Regions from separate parts of the Mus musculus genome. Here all the other regions are linked to region 3. The links are chromatin contacts, called in public HiChIP or PLAC-seq, capture Hi-C and promoter capture Hi-C maps. All regions are on one chromosome and are shown on one strand. Each heading gives the region's core, a stretch centred on a gene start, on an enhancer-like site or on the middle of the called end of the contact. The rest is flanking DNA. Distances are from core to core; before and after follow the strand shown. Region 1 holds the start of Nup85 (nucleoporin 85). Region 2 holds the start of Tmem94 (transmembrane protein 94). Region 3 holds the start of Prpsap1 (phosphoribosyl pyrophosphate synthetase-associated protein 1). Region 4 holds the start of Sec14l1 (SEC14-like lipid binding 1). Region 5 holds the start of Sumo2 (small ubiquitin-like modifier 2). Region 6 holds the start of Grb2 (growth factor receptor bound protein 2). Region 7 holds the start of Gga3 (golgi associated, gamma adaptin ear containing, ARF binding protein 3).

Region 1 (2,935 bases), core at 395-2,894, 930 kb after region 3:
GGCAGTCTAACTCACTTCTTTGGGCTTGTTTTTGTTGGGTTTCTCAAGACAAGATTTCTCTGTGTAGCCCTGGTTGACCTAAAACTCATTCTGTAGATCAGGCAGGCTGTGAACTCACAGAACCACCTGCCTCTCTGTCTCCTGAGTGCTGGGATTAAAAGGTGCGTATCTCCACACCTGGGCTATATGGGTCGTTTCTAAAGGTTAATTATAGGAAGGGGGCTGAAGAGATGGTTTGGCGTCTAAGACAACTGGCTGAAATTTCCTGCCTTTAATCCTAACACTCAGGAAAAAAGAGCAAGTAATTTCTGAGTTCAAAGCCAGCTTGGTCTAAACCAAGTACCAGGACAGCCAGGCTACACGGAGAAACCATCTCAAAAAACCAAAACCAAACAAGAAGTACACAGGCAGCTCTTCCAGAAGACCTAAGTTCAACTCCCAACACCCCATATGGCAACTCACATAAATATAGAGTTCTAGTTCCTAGAATCCAATGATCTCATTTGGCCTCTGCGGCACCAAGCACGGAGTGGTGCACAGTTATGCACGTAGACAAAATGCCCATACACAGACTATAAAATTTAAAAATTACTTAATGTCAAGTGTTGAACCACACACCTCAAGTCCCAGCACTCTGGAAGTCGAGGGAAGAAGATGTAGAATTCAAACCTACACAAAGATTGCACAAAGACAAGCCCACTAGGACTACATAGGGGCAACTTGTCTCAAAATAGCAAAAAAACAAAGTTTCAAAAATAAAAATATTGCCAAATAACTCCAGTTTCCTGCCTCAGAGAGTCAACCAATGTGCCAAGACAGATGTGAAAAAGAACTGCCTACCTGTTTGGTTGAAGGAAGTTTCACACAGAAGCATCTCGCCGGGGCCCCAGTCAAAACACATTTGCTTCTTCTTGGAATTCACACCTGGAATCCACTAGTAAGACATAAGGAGGCACAGGAGCTGTTAGCCCTACAACTGTCCATTCAACTTCCAAGTGTAACTGCGAACACCATACACCAGGCGAACAGCCTAGGTCGTATCCAATGATGCTGTGCACATATTCAGACATATACACACTTAAAAAAACATTTTCTAGGTGCAAGAGGAATAGAATACAACGCGACAGAAACTAGTCTATTGTCTCCCGTGAGAACAAATTATGCATTTATTAAGCCTCGGACTAGGACAGCAGGACAGGGAAAGGCCAACTCATCCCTTGGAGTGACCATGTGGGGCTTACACCAATCTCATTCTAACGCCCAAGGGGGGAAAACTAGAGAAGCAGAAAGGTTATAAAAACAAGGGTGATGCAGTGGGGTTTCCGCGAGCCGGCCAGTATTCACAGGACCTAGGGACCACTATTGCCATAACCTAGTTCCCAGTTAACCTGACATTCGGGATGGTGGCAACTGTGTCCAGGGAAGAAGCGTGCGTCCCGCATGTAGGGAGGCAGCCTGAAATGACCAAAGAAACGTAACCCTCACAGTGCAACAAGCCAAGCCACTCCACTCCGATCGCCCTTACAGTTACTGCGGGCTCGCAGTCGAGCTCCTCCATAGCGCCGTGCCCCCCGCGGCTGGGACCCTGCCGCGCGGCCGCTTCTCTGCGCTCAGGCCTCCCGCTCACAGACAGCTGCCAAAGAGGACCCCCTCCAGGGCGGCTTGCGCAGCGCCTGCAGACCTTAGCGCAACAGATCCCTTCGTCTTAGCCAAACACAGCCCCTTGAAGCCTTTCACACATGTTCCACTATTCTAACCTATACAACACATCATGAAAACGGCTCTAGGGCCCACGGGTCCTCAAGGAATGTTCCCAGTAGATCAGGCGGCGCCACAGACAGTCCCACACTAGGTGAGGGAAAGGTCCCCGGAGATGGCGGGAGAGGCGGTGGCTGGGAGGGTGTGCGCATGCGCAGAAGCGTGCTGGCGCATCTATTTCGATTGGAGAGCTACTCCGTCTCTGTAATCCTACTTTATCTCTTAGCGGTAGTTGTGATCCCTCCCTCCTGGTCTGTTATTAGAATATTCTCAGTCCCTTTTCCGAACTCCGACCAGTATAATGCGCTTATTTTGGAATTAGTCTCGGACACATGACATCCGTAAACAACGGGACTTCAATCTTTTATGTACTGGCAACTTTTCTTTCTTTAGGATTATTCTGAACTATTTCTACCTTAAATTGGTGGTCATACATGACTTGGAAGTAGGGCATAGTAACATAAGCCGGAAGATGCAGCACTTGGGAAGTAGAGACTGAAAAATCGGGAGTTCAGAACCAGCCTTAGCTACATGGCAAGGTTGAGCTCGCATCGGGGCTAACTGAGACCCAGACTCAAAAACCAAACTCCCACAAACTTTAAGGAAATAAAGGAAAACCTTTCTGTCAAATTTTTATCCAAATCCTAATCATCAGTGATTTAGGGAGCTAGAGTGTTGGCTCAGTGGTTAAGAGCATACGCTGTTCTTCCCGGGGAACCTGGATCAATTCAAAGCACTCACATACATGTGGAACAGTCCCAGGCAATCTGATGCCCTCTTCTGGCCTCTGTGGAACCAGGCACACACATGTAGTACACAGACATACACAAAACACCAGTATATATACAATAAAATAAATTTTATAATTAACTTTTTAAAAAAGATTGCATGTATGTGAGTAAACTGTCACTGTCTTCAGACACACCAGAAGAGGTCATCAAATCCCATTACAGATGGTTGGGAGCCACCATGTGGTTGCTGGGAATTGAACTCAGGACCTCTGGAAGAGCAGTCAGTGCTCTTAACTGCTGAGCCATCTCACCAGCCCTTAGTCTGTCTGTCTTTATTTTTTTGTTTGTTTGTTGGTTGGGTTTTTTTTTTTCTGTTTTGTGTGTGTGTGTGTGTGTGTGTGTGTGTGTGTGTGTTTGTTTTTCGATACAGGGTTTCTCTGTATAGC
Region 2 (3,193 bases), core at 137-2,636, 720 kb after region 3:
CTGACTGCTGTATAGAAATTGATTCTGGAGTCCAATTTAGGGGAAAGGAGCAGGGAGGAGCACAAGGACTGTGACCTTTATTGCTAATTCGTTCTTCAGGAGGTAAGCCTTCCAAACGGTTGAGGTTGACTCTCTTCCCTGGGAGCTGGCACTTCCTAGCCACTTAAAATAGAAATGTCAAGTGTTTTCTGATTTCTTTCCCTCTTGTGGCCTGGCCAGCCTCCTGCCTGTCTTCTAACCATCTATTGAGGTCTTATACCAAGTGGAATGTGCAGAGGCGGGCGTTCAAGGGCAGTTACCTCTCAAACTACCTGGGGGTACTGATTATCAAAGAGGTAGCTTGTTAATGCAGTGCTCGCCAGACTCTAGGTTCCCCTGCTTGTAATTCTGCCAAGAGAGAAGTGACAGCGAATACAGCCGGTGACATTCCACTGCAGAGTGTCCGGGGACTCTGTCTGAACTGCTAATTCGTTCTCCAGGATGAGCCTACACTGTACAATGGTCTGACTCTGAAAGTGACCGTCAAACTTTTCTATTCCCTCCGTCACTCTTATTTGTTGTTGCTTTAGGTACTGAACCTTCCCCCAAGGCTTTTAACTGTAGGGTTTCGCGGTAGGGAAAAAACAGGGAAACTGCTTTACAGAACTGCAAAGGCTGTGGTGCTACGCTGGCTTCCGAAGCATCTTTATGTGACTCTAAAATCGGGGAAGCACGCCCCAACTGCAACATCGCAGCCTTGCACTGAACTGGAAGTCCCTCGCAGTGTCTAGCAGGCGGGCGGGTGCAGAGATCCCGTCCACTCCGGGCGGCGAGCACAGCGCGCGCTGTGGCAGAAAACCGCCTTTATTTGGGCCGGGGACACCCAGGGGCCTACAAATAAACACTCGTGGCATCAGGATTGGCAGTCGCTGGCCCGGGGCCCAGCCACGGCGGACCTGGGCCAAGGGTTCTTTGTTGGACACAACCTTTATTTCTGACGTGGGACCCCGGCAAGGGGCAAGCCAGGACAGAGAGGGGACATGAGAAAACGAAAACAAACAAACCAAAAAACCCTTGAGGACGTGAGGGAAGGAGCCGGCCCGGAGTTGCAGGCAGGCGCCGGCCGGCCCCTCTCCTCCAGCACAGAGAGACACCCCCTTTGGTGCCACTTGCTAGGTGCACACCCCAGGCGCTCCTCGCCTCGGGTAGGAACTCAGAGGGCGCAGCAGGCCGAGCCCCACGCCCCCTTGCTCCCCACTTCGGGCCGCGGGCCTTCTCGTACTTACCGGGGCCCCCTCGGACGGTCTTCCTCGCCCGCGTCCTCACCCCTCCCTGCCCCCTCCTCACTTCACCTCCCCGCCTCCAGGGGCCGCAGCCATGTCCGTTGTGGGCAACTCTGAGGAGGCTTGCCGCCTTCCCCCAGCAACAGACGCGCAGGCCAACAAGCCAAAGATCCCGACGCTGATTGGTTGAAATTCGAGGTAGGCGGAAGATTCTGATTTGTTATTGGCTGTTTGGTGCGCTCAGCTGTAACCTCCACCGCCCCTCCGGGAGCCTGGCGGAATTGTGTGATTGTTACTCTAAAGCGATCCGGGGAAGCCTGGGTCCTATCTCCGGCACGAAGCTCCCGCGTTTTTAGCGCTATAGAACCAGACTAGAGGCAATCATACAATTTCCTCCCCATTAGTTTACCCACTAAATTTTTCTAGAGCCATGGTCAGGTGATACCTTCTGCCCTTTATTATTTTTTAATGAGGCCCTTGAAAAATCGCCTTATCTGTATTTTCTTCAATTCTTCCTTAATCTTTAAAAGTCCCTCAGTACTAATATTATGGACCAACCAAAGCTGGAGAATCTAAAGCAATACTGTTATTTCACCCTCAGTTCATTTGAAATCTAAAAGGAAAAACAAGCTTGAAAACAACTTTTTTTTTCTAGACTAATTAGAGAAATCGCTTGGGAACCCTCTCTTGGGAAAACAAAATAAGCCTGTGTCAGTATTTACTTCCATTTTCCCAGAGATCTAAGTCTGGAAGGGTTGCTTTTAGAAAAAAAAAAAAAAAGTTTTTTTTTCTGTTTATGAAGTCAGAAAGGGTCATATCTGGTCCTGGGAAAAAAGAGCCCCTTCCTTATAATAATGAATTTAATCATGCGATTACAATCCCTCTTTTCGGCTAGACAAGAAGCCATTTTACTGATTTAACTCTGTTTAAACCAGTTCAGCTGTTACCTTGAACACTCATAGAACCTTGGCACAAACCTTCAACACAAACATCTGTAGTTTATCACTACAGATGGAGAAGTCCAAATCTCTCCACATAACCATAGATGCTCATAACATGATGGAGATAGCCACATAGCCACTTTCAGGGCTCATTGCCACATGGACTCACTACAGTCTTAAACATGCTGGAGTACTTTGTTCAGTAGCTCTCTGAGCTTTTACATTTCTTTGCAGCTAATAACAGCCAAAATGCAGCCAGGCAGTGGTGGCACACGCCTTTAATCCCAGCACTTAGGAGGCAGAGGCAGGAGGATTTCTGAGTTTGAGGCCAGCCTGGTCTACAGAGTGAGTTCCAGGCCAGCCAGGGCTACACAGAGAAACCCTGTCTCAAAACAAACAAACAAAACCCCCAGCCAATATGCAAATACATGCCCGTGTGAAACTTTAGCCCAAACACTCCCTTCCCATGCTGCTTCCCTGTCTGTTGCACAGAACTGGTTAGTTACCTGGGTCTGGGGTCTTTCTACTTCATTCCACAAAACCTGGAGCCCTTGGGGAATCCTGCCTTAGTTAAGGTTACGCTTGCTGTGATAAAACACCATGATCAAAGAAGCATGAGGGAGGGAAGGCTTTATTCAGCTCACACTTTGGTTCATCCTCAAGGAAGTCAAGATAAGAACTCAGTCAGGACAAGAAAAACTGAGCAGGAACCTGGTGGCAGGAGCTGATGCAGAAGCCATGGGGAGGGGCCACTCACTGGCTTGCTCCCCGGGGCTTGCTCAGCCTTTCTTACAGAACCCAGGACCACCAGCCCAGGGATGGCCCCACCCACAGTAGGCCCTCACCCAAATGTCCTAAGGCTTGCCTACACCCAGATCTTACGGGGCAATTTTTTATTTTTTTATTTTTATTGTTTTTGTAAAAAGTTATTTGTGGGGCTATTTTCTGAATTGAGCTTCCCCCCTTTCTGATGACTCTAGCTTGTGTCAC
Region 3 (2,915 bases), core at 69-2,568:
AATTAAAATTGCAACTTGGGCACGGGAGGGATGGCTCAGCAGTTAAGAGCACTGGCTGCTGTTCCTGAAGACCCAGCAGCCCACAACTGACTCCAAACTACAGTTCCAGAGAATCTGACACCCTCTTCTGGCCTTTGCAGGCACTGTGTATGCACGGTGCACAGACACAGAAAGACTCAATGTTCAGGCAGATTTCTGAGTTCGAGTCCAGCCTGGTCTACACAGCGAGTTCCAGGACAGCCAGGGCTACACAGAGAAACCCTGACTCGAAAAGCCAAATTAAATTAAATTAAATTAAATTAAATTAAAATTAAAATTAAAAGTCGAACTGAAAACAGAAAGCAGAAAAGGGAGATTTATTAAACCTAGCAACATCGGTAAGAGGAACAGAGGAATCCAGAGAAGTCCACAAGTCTGTCCTCCGTCCAGAAGTGAGATAAAAATGTAAGCAGAAGGCCGAGGATTTGCCACCTAAGCCGTCCCTTCCAGGGCAAGGTCCCGACCATCATTGAGACGCCCTTGCATGGGCTTCAACCTCAGCCTGTAAGGTGGTCTGAGAAGTCTCTGGAGCTCTGTGAAAGCTGTTTTTGGGAGTCACGTTTTTTTTTCTCCCAGCATGACATTCCTGAGGTGGGTGGGGGAAGATCTTTACTTCTTTGGGGGTCCGTTTTTCAAACAGTCTGATAGATCGAGAGGCTCAAATGTCTCTTTGGAACGACTTCATCTATTTACACAAAAGTAAATGAACACACGCGCCTTCTGTATTTGCACAAGGCGAACTCATGCGGGCAGAGCGGCTGGCTGGGGTTGAGGGGGACGGGTGGGAGAACTGAGAACAACAACGGGCAGGAGTGCAACCTTGCCTCACGTGCAGACACAGATATAACGTCTAGGGAAGGCCTCCACGTCCAGATTCTGGAGCAGTTAGTTTAAGTGCCCGCAAAAGGGAAAGGGCCGGCTGTCCCTTTTCAAATAAATCCCAGCCTGCGCAAGCGTGGAGGGGAGCGCCGGAGGCTCGTTCATCATAGAGGCGTGAGGCTAGATTGTCTCCGGTCCCTGGGCGGACATCTTAGTTCCTGGCAGTAAATTTGAAAACATTTATAAGTACCACTAAACATGGCTGCACCTCCCAGAATAGTGGACATTAAAATACCTGTCCCCGGAGACTCAAACTCAGGCGAACACGCGAGTCAGCGGCGCCTGTGTCAGAACAGGCTCTCCATGCCATGCCCACCTCCCTGCCCTTTTCCGAGATGGCGGCGGGGGCGGACGCTCTAGCTGCTCGACTCGGTGTCGCGGAGGGGCGCGGCCTGCCGCGGGGTCCGAAGGAGGCTGCGGCGCTCGGCTGCGCCTTCGGTGCGGCTTGGAGATCCGGACGCATCTGTGTCGCGCCTCGTCCCTCTGCGGCCCCGCGCGGACCGCTGTAGCCGCGCCTCGGGCCGGAGGATGCCCAGGAAGCTGCTGCTGCTGCCCCCGCTGTCCGCGTGCTCTGCTCTGCGTGTCCCGCGGGCTCGGCCCGCCGCCTCGCCGGCCATGAACGCAGCCCGCACCGGCTACCGAGTCTTCTCGGCCAACTCCACGGCCGCCTGCACGGAACTGGCCAAGCGCATCACTGAGTAAGCGAGGTGGTCCCCGGGGTGGCCCTAGCCCCTCTCCCCGTCACCTCCACCTTTGCACCCGGGAGCAGCAGGTTTGGGCCGACTCCCCAACCCCGTCCCAGGGCCGCGGCGCACTCTTAACCCTAGAGAGGTTTCCTGCGCTTGCCCTGAATCTGACCATCGCCATTTCCAGGCGTCCCTAAAGCGACAGGCGATGTGGGTCCATCCTAGACCGAAGGGTTAGGACAGTCAGGGAGAAGGGAACTCAGAAGTACTTCGGGCTGGGCGGGGGGAGAGCCGCGATTACAAGTGTGTAGGATCAGTTGTACAAAAAAGTGTTTGCTTAGGGGTGTGTGCGTGTGTTAACCACTGACCTCAGGGGACCGTGGGGGCCCTGAGATGTCTTTCCAGGCTTGTTTGTTGTTACCGATGCTGGATGGATGAAGGACGTGATTTTTTTTTTTTTTTTTAAACCTTACTTACAAACTGTGGGTGCTTCTATGGGGAAGGGATGGGAGCGTGAGCCTGAACTTTGCGGAAATCATGGAGAAGAATCCTGCAGAGCAGAGCCTCCCGGTGCCCTGCTGATAATAACCGGTCTACTTAAAGGCCCCTTTTCAATTTTGGAGAAAACTAGAGCCCTGGTATAAAGAGCCTTAAGGGCCCTTTGTGAAATAAGCTTTTTAGTAATATGTATCGTTTCTCTTCTCCTTTATGGGACAGAGCTTTATCGTAGCTCCTGCTGGCCTGGAACTTAGTGAATGGATGAGGCTTGCACTCTCAAGAGTTCAAGCCGGGAGATCTGCCTGCTTCTGCCGCGGGAACACCACACCCATCATGGGCTTTGGTTTCTGAGATAAGGTCTTATGACCCTGGTCACACTCTAAATGGTGTGATATTTCTGGCCTTGGCCTTTCCGATGCTGGCAGTTCAGGTGCGCACTTGGACTCCCTGGCGTAAATGACTTGACTTTGAACATTTAAAGTCATTTTCATATTTCAAAAGTTCTTAGCTCCACCTGTTTTATTATCAGTTGGACTTTGAAGTGGGTTTAGGAGATATGTACAGGGAGACAGTCAGTCTCTCCGGTTTCTGTTTCTTTTCATGATTTATTTATCGTGTATACAATGTTCTGTCTGCATGTGTGCCTGAAGGCCAGAAGGGGGCGCCAGATCTCATTACAGATGGTCGTGAGCCACCGTGTGGGTGCTGGGAATTGAACTCTGGACCCCTAGAAGAGTAGCCAGTGCTCTTAACTGCTGAGTCATCTCTCCAGCCCCTGATTATTTGTCTTGTCCAGGCCAAGGATCCCTTTAA
Region 4 (3,010 bases), core at 406-2,905, 620 kb before region 3:
AAAATGTAACATGTTATGGCAACCGTTCTGGGGATGACACAAAAAGCTGGAGCAAGCGACCCTTACTGTCTTCTTAAATAATGGGATACTCCTTAAGTGCTGGCTTCAAAGGGAACTTTGTTGTTTCCTGTTTTCTAATTGCTCGCTCCGATTTCAGAGACTGTCTACAAACAGCAGGGAGGCTGCCCAGCTCCAGCTAAGGGGTTCCAAAACCCTCCAGCCTCCTGAAGCCGAGAACCCGAGAACCGCAAGGCAATCAATTACATGCTCAAGTCTGAGGTCAAGGAACCTTGCTTTGCATACAGAATCACTCGGGTGCTGGCAAGGGCGGCTTTCTGGGCAAACACCCTTGTGTGTTCAGAGTCATCTAGAACCTTTTGCTCACCTACTTAAAGGAGGAGAAAAACAAACAGAAATATAAAAAGGAAAGAAAGTCCAGTGAGCCCAGTAGTCCCACTGGGGCTCAATCAATAAGGATGTTATTTTACCTAGATACAGTCAAAAGACATTCAAAAGTTCAAAACCCAGTATCTCGGTATCCCAAATTACAGGTGTTTAAAAAAGCAAACAAAAAACCCCTACGCTGATAGACTTCAGAGGATTGCTATCTAGAGCTGCACTTCTACAATGTTTACATTGCTTTAAACAGGTCTGGAACTTTCTCTGGTATGTTTGCTTGGCATAGCACTCGGAAGGAGCAGGTTACGTTGGAAAACCACCTTCCAACAGTTGGAAAACTACAATGGCTAATAACTCTGGGTGACCTCAAGCATGCCGTTCGCCTTTCCTGATTCCATCTGTGTGAGACGATCTTACACTCCCAGCTCTCAAACCAGACTCCTCGGTTCTCCAAACTCAAGCCTTCATTAATCTCGATTCAGGCGCTGACGCGTCCTGGAGCGCAGAGACCGCGTTCCATTCACTCTCGTAAACCTTACAACGCCGGTGCGCGGAGGGGAGACTAAGAATCGTTTATATTTTTTTAATTGAGAAAATTAGTTTTCGGGTATCTCTCAAATAAAAGGAGGATGATTACCGGGTGCTGACGGGTAGGAGAGAAGATGCAAGCACTGCGTGATGCCTTTATTAAGAAACTCTTAACCAAGTGACTACACTGAAGGACCAGCTTGCTCGCCAGCTCCCTGAACTTGGGCCAGATCTTGGCTTGGGGAGGTCTGGTCCAGATCCACGCCCTGCGCGGGCATCCGGAGTGACCACCGCCAAATGGCACAGGAGGCCGGGGCTGCCTCTGTTGCATGATAATTGGTATTTGAAAATCAGCCCAGGGTCGGCCCCGGGGGAGCGCCTCCCTGCAGGCCGGGGCTGGACGGAGGGGGCGGCGGCGGCGGAGGGACCCGGCTGGCTCCGCAGTCTCCGAGATGGCGAGCGCCCCGGGCCGTCGCAGCAGAGGGACCCTGCCAGGGACTGACACCCGGGCGCGCTCCTACCCTCCACGACGACGCGAGCTTACCTCTTGTCAGAAGGACCGGGTCGGGGACGCGGCGCGGTGGCGGGATGCGTTCATGCCGGCGGCTCCCCGAAGAGAGAGCCGTGCCACAGGCTCGGCTGCCGCCGCTCGACCGCCGGTTCCGGGGACAGGGGCCGGGGCGGGAGGGCCGAGGGGCGCGGCGAGGGCTCGAGTGGTTGTTACGGGTGACGGGGAGGGAGGGGCCAGCCCGGAAGAGGCGCGCGTGCGCACACCAGGCCGAGGGGGCGGGGGAAGGAGCAGGAGGCGGTTGCTAGGGAGGGGGAGGGGCGGCCGCCGGGCTGGCTAAGGGCCGTACTGCGCCGGCGCGAGTTACAGATCTGCGCGTGCGTAGGAGGGGCTCAGGACTTGGTCTGCCAGGACTCGGAGCGAGCCCCAGAGGCTCCTTCTCTTGGCGTCAGTGGGAAGGGGGAAGGGCCGTGGCGGCGGGCGAGGCTTCGCAGTTAGCAGCCACAGACCCCAGAAAAGATTCAAATGCGCACTCCAGCCGGAGCGGGAACTGGGACCTCTACGGAATGTCAGCTAAGCCGGCCCTCCAGCTTGAATGCTGCGCGCTTGCGCCGTCTGTGCTTCCTCGTGGGCTTCCTCTTTTTTTTCCTGCACTGCTATAGTGTCTGATTGCATTCTGGCCTAGTAATGGTGATGGAGCGAACAGGGTGGGGAGGAGATGGGTGTAACCCAAGCACCCTTGTCAACACGTCCAGATGGTTGGGGAATGTCTGGCTGTGGGATGGCTCTAAGGGGAGGGACCTCAAGTGGGGTGCTAGGTGTGCCTTGCGTTTCAGCGTCTCCAACTTTAAAATTTAAGAGCCACACACGGAGACATTTAGGGGTCCTGAAGACGGGCGGGTGACAATAAGCGGACACCTGGCGCATCCACCCACACAGAAAAGCTAGTTTTAGAAGCAACACACAATTTCTCCATCAGTGTCACTGTTGTTCCGTTCACATTAGTCACCCCGGATGGCTGTACTTGCACACAAGAGTTTGGGAATTTCCTTCAGGACCTGTTTACCCACCACACAAACATATCATTCATTGCTCGATCACACTTTATTTCCAACTCAAACCGTCATTTTCCAGCACTGCTACCCGCGCTACTCAGGCTGCTGATGACTTATGTCCACGTGTAGGGATCACATTCACCTTTAAAAGATGCTGTGGGAGCTGGGCAGTGGTGCCTTTAATCCCAGCACTTGGGAGGCTGAGGCAGGCAGATTTCTGAGTTCGAGGCCAGGCTGGTCTACAGAGTGAGTTCCAGGACAGCCAGGGGCTACGCGGAGAAACCCTGTATCAGAAAGAAAGGGAGAGAGAGAGAGAGAGAGAGAGAGAGAGAGAGAGAGAGAGAGAGAAAGGAAGAAAGAAAGAAAGAAAGAAAGAAAGAAAGAAAGAAAGACAAACATGAGCTCCTGGTAGGAGTGAATGGCAGCACCCATTGAGATGATCTTATCCAGAACACACCATTCTGACAAACCTATAGATGAACCACAAATGTACAGGAAATAGAGACTGGAAGATGGGGCC
Region 5 (2,890 bases), core at 45-2,544, 950 kb after region 3:
GCCAGGCTGGTCTACAGAGTGAGTTCTAGGACAGCCAATGCTATACAGAGAAACCCTGTCTCGAAAAACCAAAAAAAAAAAAAAAAAAAACAAAAAAACAAAAAAACCCAAAAACCAGAAAAAGTCTGTACTAAAACTCAAAGAAACAATTAAAATAAAGTTTAATAAAGAAAAAAAGATTAAGGTGTGCTACCACTGGCCTAAGGTGACAGAAAAAAAAAGCCTGTTTTGTGCAGAGTCGAAGGGAGTTGAGTAGGGGTGAGAAACGGGACGTATTACTGGTTTCAGCAAAGGTGACCTTGTGGAGAGTTCTAGTGGAGCTAAGAGGACAACAACAGATTGCAGTGGATTGAGGAGTGAGTGGGAGTTGAGGGGGTGGAGCAGCTGGCATGGGCATTTTTTCAAGCTGTTTGGTCGAGAAGAAGCACTATGGTGGTAATGTAATCGTGGTATTTCCCCCCTCTGTGGGAACACAGTAGTAGAAGAAAATACAGGGGTACAGGAAATAAAAACACCAAGTGAGAGCCACAGGGTGGCATGCACAGCAGAGGGCAGGATTTTCTTCAAATGCGAGGATCCTACTCCTACTTTGTACTGGATTAAGGGACGAAATGATTGATGGGCCCGTGAGCTTCAGGTTGGGTCGGCTCCCCTGATGGACTGTGTTCTCTGGAAGTTGGGAGGCAGGCCACAAGCAAGGAATCCTTTGAGTGGCTATAAGAACAGTTTTCCACAGCAAGAGTAGGGTTCCCAACAGGTTGGAAGACATTTGAGGCTCCCGGGTGGGAAGCTGGTTGATGGGGAAGGACGAAGGGACTGGGAAGTTTGATGTGCAGGGGGGAGTTGCATTTGTCCTACTGAACAGGAGTTTTTCTCACAACCCGCTGCTGCTTTTTTGATGGAGATGCCCCCTTCTACGTGGAGTTGGCCTTCCGTTCTCGACCTAGGCTCACCCCACGTCTAAGGCCACGCGCCTTCCTGTCCTCGCCGAGGACCAGCTGGAAGCCATTTTGATTATGCTCCACCAAAGAAGGAGGACAATACAGCCCCGCCCAGAGCCAGGCGCGCCCCCGCGGCGGGACTGGTGCGCGTGTCCGCGCCTCTTCCCGCCGACCTGGCGGGCGCCTGGCCCAGGCGGCGGAGGCGCGGGCCGTGGGGGGGAGGAGGAGGGGTGGTTATGTAAGCGTTGCGCGCTCCCGCGAAGCGGCAGCCAATGAGAAGCCCCGGATGCTCGTGCTCGCGCACGCAGGGCGGGGGGAGGGAAGCGCACGACGTGCGCGCGCCCTCTGCCTCGTCCACCGCTGCCGCCTCCTCCTGCCGCTCCTGGTGCTGCTTGTGCGCTCCCTCAGTGCGGACCCGGTGCCTCTTTTGTGAAGCGGCAGCTGAGGAGACTCCGGCGCTCGCCATGGCCGACGAGAAACCCAAGGTGAGCTCGCGGCGGCCGGCTGCGCCTCACCGTGCGGACCGGTGGGTGGCGCGGCCCGGGGTCCGGCCGAAGCCCGCCGCGGGCTTCCCTGCCTGCCCGGGGCCCCCCACGGGGCCAGCGGCGGCTCAGGCCCGGCGCTCCGCGCCATTTTCCTCTCTCGCTCTCTTCCTCCCGCCCGCGCCCGAGGAGGCCCGGCGCCCTCCCCCGCCCCCAGGCCCTCGGAGCGCGCGCGGCGCGGCGCGAGGCGGGCAGGCGGCGCTTCGCGGGAGCCCGCGGGCCCGGCGGCCCCGCGCTGGCTCCTCGGCGGCGCCCGGCGCGTGTAAGGAAAGCGTTGGGCGCGCGGGGTCTGGGGCGGCGGCGAAGGCGGGAGTCGTGCGGCCCGGGGTTTCCCTCTCGGGGCTGGGGCCGCGCCGGATCGGTGGTGTGTGCTCCGGCAACCCCGAGTGGGGGATTCCAGAGTCGGTCCGGCTCGAGGCCCAAGGGGCCCGCGGGGGAGGGGCTGCGCTCTCCGCCGTGCGCCCAGAAACCCGCACCCTGGCGGGAACCATGTGGCTTGTTGTGGTTGGAGGCTTAGGTGCGAGCAGAGAGACACGGGCTCAACTTGAGAACGCGCCCTCGGAGGCACGGGCTACTCTTGGCTGCGGACTAGGGGACCAGCATCAGTCCAGGGCAGGGCACTCTCTGGCCCCGACTCTATTTGGAGGGGGACACAGGATGGACGAATCGAATCCTTGGACATAAACATTTGATTTGCTGAACTGCTGTTGGGGTTGCAATGTACGGGAATACTTGCACGAAGACTGTATTGCAGCCATGACAGCAAAGGAGAGGGGGAAAATAAGCTCTGAACTGAAAATGAAGCAGTTATATAGTCGAACGTTAATCGGAAGATGTAAAAAGGGAGACTCGGGATATCCCTCAGTTGAGTGTGTTCGGTTTTTTTTTTTTAAAGATATGTTCATTTGATATCATTGAGCAGAGTTTGCTAACTTTTATCAAGAAGGTAGCAGTAAAATTTGAAATACAAGGTATGGTTTTCTCACTCCCACCCCAAACCGACTCTAGTAGTTGTAGCTTTGAAAAGAGAAAGGACACTGGTGTTTATGGGAAGCGACAAATTTGGGCGATGACAGGAAATAATGCCATTTTAGAAAATTTAACCTCAGATGCATCACAAATTATGCAAGGAGTTTCTAAGTGTATTGTTGCCTTGCTAGTATCAGTGCTTCTGTACCAGACTTGTAACACTTTGTGCAGGGTTTCTGATCTTTCAGCCCAGGGGCTGGGAACAGCTGTATGCTGTTGGAGAGCCTGAGAGAAACCTGTTGATTCTGAAGCGTTCGGGCCCGCAGCTTCTTTAAAGGTGTTTGTGTTTCACAGTTTCCAAATTACACTCTTATTTTTCTTTCAACAGGAAGGAGTCAAGACTGAGAACAACGATCATATTAATTTGAAGGTGGCGGG
Region 6 (2,755 bases), core at 224-2,723, 780 kb after region 3:
TGCCTTGCCTCCCAAGTGCTGGGATTACAGGCATGCACCACCTCTGCCGGGCAGCTCTCCCTTTTGTAACTGGTCATTCTAATATGTAGGTCCCTGGTACTTAGGGCCAGCGTTCTTCTCTTTGAAACTAAGTAGCTCTATCTAAATCGCAAACTGCTGGAGTCATTGGCTTCATCTTTTGCTCTGAAAGGCATTTTCAATTGCAAATGATGTTCAGTAAACACTTGTCGAAAGAACAATTCACTTGCCTTATTTTAGTGGACTCATTATTGTAGCAGAGGCTTGGGTATTCTTAACTGTATTTTGTTGGCTTCTAGAGAACACATTGACATTGGCTGTGTTCTTGCTCTCCTATAATTGAAAAGAGCTTTTGGAACTGAGAGGTACTTCTCCAAGCTTCATCTACTACTCCCCCAAAACCGGCAGCCCCGCACAGGAACCTATCTATGCACTTTGCATCGCACAGAACACGACTTTCTCACGCCTCCATCCATCTCTCTGTTCTGTGCCATTCCGTTTGTTGGCTAAGCGCTTACCCTGGCTCCTGTGCTGTGGAACTCCTACTCGCCCTCCAGTACTCAGTTCCACATCACCTTCTTTGTTAAGTCTTTTATACAGTGGGCTGAGGAACAGAGCCAGCCTTTCTCTATCTTTTTGGCTTCCTCAGCATTCCCCCAAAGAGCTATGTGTAAGTGTTATAGCTGTGTGTGTATGTGTGTGTGTGTGTGTGTGTGTGTGTGTGTGTGTGTGCGCGCGCGCGCGCGCGCGCATGAGGGTGTGTGCAGGTGAATGCTAGTGCTATCAGAGGCCAGCGGCACTAAGTCTCCTGGAACTGGGGTTACAGACAGTTGTGAGCCATCTGGTGTGGGTGCAGGTCCTCTGGAAGAGCAGCAAGCAGTTTTTGACCTGAGAGGTCTCTCCAGCCAAGACATTACTTGTTTACTCTTCTGCTGCTTCTCTCGATTTAACCTCTTGAAGGCCAGGATCTCTGCTCGTTGTTTCATCTTCTTTACCCAGCACAGTGCTTACTTACACTGGGTATGTGGTTCACTGCGTGAACAGACTAATCAAACAATTCATCGAATACTGCAGGTTGCACGAACCAGATCCCCAAACGTTTCTAGAACTGGTCCTCTATTTGGGTTGAGCCATCCTGAGATCTCTCCCCGCTCCTCGGTGCCTCTTTGCTTTGTTTTGGTAGAAAGGACGTGATTAGAGTGTGGAAAGCGCCGTTCCTCTAGAGCAGAGCTGTAATTCACTTGCTCCGGCACGTAGAGGGTTACAACGGCCCAGGGGCGGAGCCGAGTCCGTGCCACCTGCTGCGGGCCGAGCTGACGCATGCGCGAAGCCCCCCTCTAGGCTACCTGCCGGGCGGAGCGGAGGAGGAGCGCTTGCGCTCTGGGCCTTTTCCGCCGGGGGAAGTCTCGCGGGGGCGGGGCGCGGCGGGGCGGGGCCGCGTGGGGAAGTTCTCGCGGGACCCTGGCGAGGAGCGGAAGCTAGGTTGCTCTGTTGCTTCTGCGATCGGGCGGCGGCGGCGGCGAGAGCGAGCGGGGCTGCGGCCGGGACGGCGGTCGGGGCAGCGGGCGCCGCAGTCAGGGAGCAGCAGCGAGGTTGGCGGCTGCGGGCGGCAGCGCAGGGCGGGCCGGGCCGGGTGACGGAGTGGACGGCGCGTCACGGTGAGTGCAGGGGAGCGGGCGGGAAGTGAGCGGGAGCTCCGTGGTCCCCGCGCCGCGCGGCGGCGAGCGGCTCGGGCCCGGGCTGCTCGGGGCTGCCGGGGAGGGCCGCTCGCGGGCCGGGGAAGGCTGGGACCCGAGCGCAGCGGCTGCGCAGCCGTCTCCTCGTTTCCCCTTTTGGGGCGCTTCCTTCCTGGTGCCGGTCTTCCTCCCGCTGGGGGCAGAGACCCGGCCCGCCGGGGAGGTCTGGTGTGGCGGCCGTCCGGCTGGACGCTGGGGAGCCCGGAGCAGCCGAGAGGCGCAGGCTGCTGCTCTGAGTCAGGCTGACTGAGCCCGGGAGGCGGGGGATTCGGTGCCCGCAGCTAACGTGGTGATTGATGCTCCTTTGACCTGCAAGGCCACCACGTCACCGCCTCTTGGCATCTTGCGGTGGAATTGTGTGCGGGAATCCACCGTGACTTAGAATGATTGTTACCCGGACCCGCCGACGGGTCTTTGTGAGAGTTGGGCGCTTCTCTTTTTAGAAGGACTTGAGGGGGAAAAAATACTTGTTGGGGGGTGGGGGGGAAGCAGCAGCAGCAGCGGATAGGAATGCTGGAAGGAAGGAATTTTGGGGAGAGAGCCCCGTTGGTTCCTGCAACACTCTTAGGTCGTGTGGGTTGGTAAGAAAGGGATTTTAGGCTGTGTTCAAAAGCTATAGCAGTGCAGTTTGCCGGGTAGCCGAAGCGCGTTCAACGTCATCTTTCGGTGCTGTTGACACTCAGAAAGAGGCTAGAGAAACTGGGTTTTGTTGTTGTTGTTTTTTTGTTTTGTTTTTTGTTTTTGACTTCTTCACCTCTCTTTCACTTTTCCGTTTTTGCCTTCTGTCTCCATTCTACGCTACTAGGGACACGAAAAGCATCTGTAGCGCCAGTCATTGGTCCCTCCGCCCCCTTTAAAAAAAAATCTACTTCCCCTTCTTGCTGTTCCTCCGTTATAATTTTCAAGTTTCTGCTGGTTTGGGCACTGTTCATTTTCTCCGTCGTTCTAAGATCCCCTTTTCTTTTGGAGGGAGATACCTTCCCTGTTTGCATTCCTTTTTT
Region 7 (2,779 bases), core at 21-2,520, 890 kb after region 3:
ATAGAAACCTGTTTTCTAGTTTTGAAGCCATGGTGTAAAACGCAGACACCAAGCCTGAGGGAAAAGAAAGACAAGCTGAAGAGGAAGAAGCGGCCTTACCTGAGCCATGAGAGACCGGGCCAGAACTTTGTTGCCTCCCTTCATCATCATGTTGGTGAATTTGCTTCAAGGAGAAAAACATGGTTAGCTTTCCCGGGCTGTACTCCGGATCCCTCAGCAGAAAACTGCCCCAGGTGAGTTCCAGCCCACAGCAGAGGAGCATTTGCGCCAAACCTGATGACCGGGTCTGCGAACACCGAGCTGGTTTCAGTCGCGGCCGCAGCTTTGATAAACTGGGTTTTCTTGAGCTCCTGGTCATACTTCTCCTCTTCGGTGAGTTCCGCCACCGGCTTGCGGTAATATTCCTTGTCAATCAAGGGCTCCCGGAATTCGGGGGCATAGCGGCTCCCCCTCACCTGTGTGAGCCTGGGAGTGGGGCGAGGAGGAAGCAGACAGAACCCTACGGGTGAATCTGTGACTCCACAAAAGTGAACAAGCTTGACTTAACAGTAAGCCGCAAGTGCCATCACGCTGACGAGGGACGGTGGCGCTGGGACCGCCTGCTAACCTGACAGCAGTTCTGACCCTTGTCCCAAGAGGTAGGCAGCCCCCACCCCGAAACTGGCCACTGTTCCGTCGCAAGCCAGTTCTCCGATCTCTAGCAGGGCCGCACTCTCGGCTCCGGGTAGAACCGATCTAGGTCATCCCGGCCTGTCAGGCATAGGACAGGGTACTAAGCCCCCAAACCGGCCCGTTTAATGGCTGGAGTCAGCCATCTCGGCGCCCCGAGTTAGTGCCCTCCCGCGCCAGAACTCAGCGCAGCTCGCCTGCGGCTTCTTTCCTTTCCCCAGGTCCTCCCGTGAAGGTCCGAGCGGCGGTCCCGGCTACGCGCTGCCTTCTCACCCTGGAAGGTTCCAGACGGCGCACCTCACTCCCAGGGCCAGCCCGGACCAGCGAAGCGGAGCGCGCAGCGCGGGGGCAGCCATCTTGGCCGCTGTCAGGACCTCGGAGGGCTGCCCACAGCGCGCCTGCGTGAGTGAGCGACAGGACACGGATGAGAGCCTGCGCACTTTCCTCGGGCGTGGGTTTCCCTTCAGAGGTTCCCTCTGAGGAAGAAGCGAAGACACATCCTCGCCCTCGCGGCCTCCGACGCGGTCCGGCGCGCCCGTGGACCGCAGCCCTCGGCGCGCTCAGGCCCCCATGCGGGCCCCGCCCCCGCCCTGCTCGCGCAGAACCTCGCGAGGCTTGAGGGCGCAGGGCCGGACCGGGCGGCTGCAATATGGCGGAGGCGGAAGGGGAGAGCCTGGAGTCCTGGCTGAGTGAGTATCCGGGGCCGCCTCTACCTGACCTCCAACCACGGGCCTGCCTCCTCCCTCCCTGCGCCATCCCCTCCGCCGCGGCGGCCCGCGGCAGTCCACACCCGGCGTCGCCTCGCGGCGAGCATCCGGCGCTCACACCCCTTGCGAGCAGCGGCCCTTCCCCGCCGCGCGTCCTCAGGCTCCCGCGGGTGACACCTGCAGCGCGAGATCCTGCAGGCCCGGAAAGCGACACCCGGGCGCCTTGGGCTGACAGGCGGGCGTCGTGGGGAGGTTGAGGTGGGGCTGCACCCAGCCTGTGCTCTGGGACCGGGCATTGGACAGGTCCCTCGGGGAGGGTTGAGCGGTGCCACGCCGCACACACAACACAGCTGGCAGCTTCCAGAGTGGGACCATCCTCAGTGAGGATGCTGGAAGTGAGAATTCATTTCCAAAGCGCGACTACAGGGAACAATATACCACGAAGCGTGCTAAATATGTACTGAAGGAACACACATGCGCGCACACACACACACATATATGCACGCACTCATTTTAACGAGATAACCCGCTCTTGAGTAACTCAAAAAACAATGACTGCTGCTATATCGACGTGTTGCTATCTTTACTAATTTGTACATTGCTCCAAAGGAATAAGGTTTAACGTTAGCGGACAGTTCATCCAGGTTATTTAGTAAGGGTTAATAAGGCTGGTTAATCACGCCTTATCAAGGGTCAATAAATTAACTTTACTAAGGGCTAGCCCCGGGAGAGCCTCTGAAATGGAGACGAATCAGGTAAGACGTCTTTGTAGAGCCCTGAGCTGGAAATCCTTTACGGAATACAGTTGTCTCTTTGATGTCTTGAGTGTTGTTCCTAGAGGCATGGCCTTCCTTAAGAACTACTGTTCAGGAGATTGAAATTAGCTTTAAGGGAAGCTACATCCCAAAAGAAAAGTAAGATCACAGTTGCAGTGTCTGATGTTTGCGGGCAGGGCATAGAGCCATCTCCCTATATGTGACAGTTCTCTGGGGAGTGTACAGTGCTGGATTACAGGCATTGGCTAAAATCATTTACCCAAGGATCCCAGTGTCCAGTCAGCTGTGTATAGACCAGGCTGGCCTCGAACTCACTGAGATCCTCCTGCCCCTGCCTCCCCAGTGCTAGGATTAAAGGTGTGCACCACCACGCCCAGCTCCCCTTCTTGAAAGATGAAAATAATTGGAATTGTAGACCCAGTATCTCACTTAATGAAACAGGTTCTGTGGCCACAATTCAAAGAGGACATTCTGCCTCCACTCAGACCGTTTTCCTGGAACCGTGTGACTGGGTAATAGCCAGAGCAGAATTGATTCACCACACAGACGGTAACAGGAAAAATGGAGTAGTATAAATGACCTAAGCTGCGCTAAGCAGGGTTGACTTAGGTGTTTTGTCTTTGTGAG

Evidence for each region. Promoter capture Hi-C pulls out the DNA fragments that hold promoters and counts their contacts. HiChIP or PLAC-seq counts read pairs in DNA pulled down with a chosen protein or histone mark. Capture Hi-C pulls out chosen DNA fragments and counts their contacts.
Region 1: a promoter capture Hi-C map of pre-B cells shows a contact between it and region 3, with 4 times the contacts expected there. The contact joins the promoter of Nup85 here to the promoter of Prpsap1 in region 3.
Region 2: a promoter capture Hi-C map of pre-B cells shows a contact between it and region 3, with 9 times the contacts expected there. The contact joins the promoter of Tmem94 here to the promoter of Prpsap1 in region 3. A contact is called at or near these places in 4 of 39 promoter capture datasets (the C10 cell line, hippocampal neurons, liver and 1 more).
Region 4: a capture Hi-C map of embryonic stem cells shows a contact between it and region 3, with 4 times the contacts expected there. The contact joins the promoter of Sec14l1 here to the promoter of Prpsap1 in region 3. A contact is called at or near these places in 1 of 115 datasets of contacts at active chromatin or transcription factors (microglia) and 1 of 9 other capture datasets (embryonic stem cells).
Region 5: a promoter capture Hi-C map of pre-B cells shows a contact between it and region 3, with 6 times the contacts expected there. The contact joins the promoter of Sumo2 here to the promoter of Prpsap1 in region 3. A contact is called at or near these places in 1 of 39 promoter capture datasets (pre-B cells), 1 of 115 datasets of contacts at active chromatin or transcription factors (astrocytes) and 1 of 9 other capture datasets (liver).
Region 6: a promoter capture Hi-C map of pre-B cells shows a contact between it and region 3, with 7 times the contacts expected there. The contact joins the promoter of Grb2 here to the promoter of Prpsap1 in region 3. A contact is called at or near these places in 5 of 39 promoter capture datasets (the C10 cell line, embryonic stem cells, hippocampal neurons and 2 more) and 1 of 115 datasets of contacts at active chromatin or transcription factors (bone marrow-derived macrophages).
Region 7: a contact with region 3 is called in an H3K27ac HiChIP or PLAC-seq map of microglia, with 6 times the contacts expected there. The contact joins the promoter of Gga3 here to the promoter of Prpsap1 in region 3. A contact is called at or near these places in 2 of 39 promoter capture datasets (liver and pre-B cells) and 3 of 115 datasets of contacts at active chromatin or transcription factors (bone marrow-derived macrophages, embryonic forebrain and microglia).

Annotation. Positions count from the first base shown.
Region 1 is chr11:115,563,153-115,566,087 of GRCm38.p6, reverse strand. Nup85 (nucleoporin 85) reads right to left here and starts at 1,644. Exons shown (of 19, transcript NM_001002929.4): 1 at 1,526-1,644; 2 at 841-934. The coding sequence starts at 1,558.
Region 2 is chr11:115,763,626-115,766,818 of GRCm38.p6, reverse strand. Tmem94 (transmembrane protein 94) reads right to left here and starts at 1,386. Exons shown (of 32, transcript NM_028014.3): 1 at 1,266-1,386.
Region 3 is chr11:116,488,749-116,491,663 of GRCm38.p6, reverse strand. It overlaps Prpsap1 (phosphoribosyl pyrophosphate synthetase-associated protein 1), which reads left to right and starts at 1,318. Exons shown (of 10, transcript NM_026364.1): 1 at 1,318-1,616. The coding sequence starts at 1,447.
Region 4 is chr11:117,113,813-117,116,822 of GRCm38.p6, reverse strand. It overlaps Sec14l1 (SEC14-like lipid binding 1), which reads right to left and starts at 1,655. Exons shown (of 16, transcript NM_001166506.2): 1 at 1,472-1,655.
Region 5 is chr11:115,534,634-115,537,523 of GRCm38.p6, reverse strand. It overlaps Sumo2 (small ubiquitin-like modifier 2), which reads left to right and starts at 1,294. Exons shown (of 4, transcript NM_133354.2): 1 at 1,294-1,426; 2 at 2,841-2,890. The coding sequence starts at 1,406.
Region 6 is chr11:115,707,315-115,710,069 of GRCm38.p6, reverse strand. It overlaps Grb2 (growth factor receptor bound protein 2), which reads left to right and starts at 1,473. Exons shown (of 6, transcript NM_008163.4): 1 at 1,473-1,676.
Region 7 is chr11:115,602,407-115,605,185 of GRCm38.p6, reverse strand. It overlaps Gga3 (golgi associated, gamma adaptin ear containing, ARF binding protein 3), which reads left to right and starts at 1,270. Exons shown (of 17, transcript NM_173048.3): 1 at 1,270-1,358. The coding sequence starts at 1,319. Mrps7 (mitchondrial ribosomal protein S7) reads right to left here and starts at 1,046. Exons shown (of 5, transcript NM_025305.3): 1 at 943-1,046; 2 at 274-465; 3 at 100-163. The coding sequence starts at 1,025.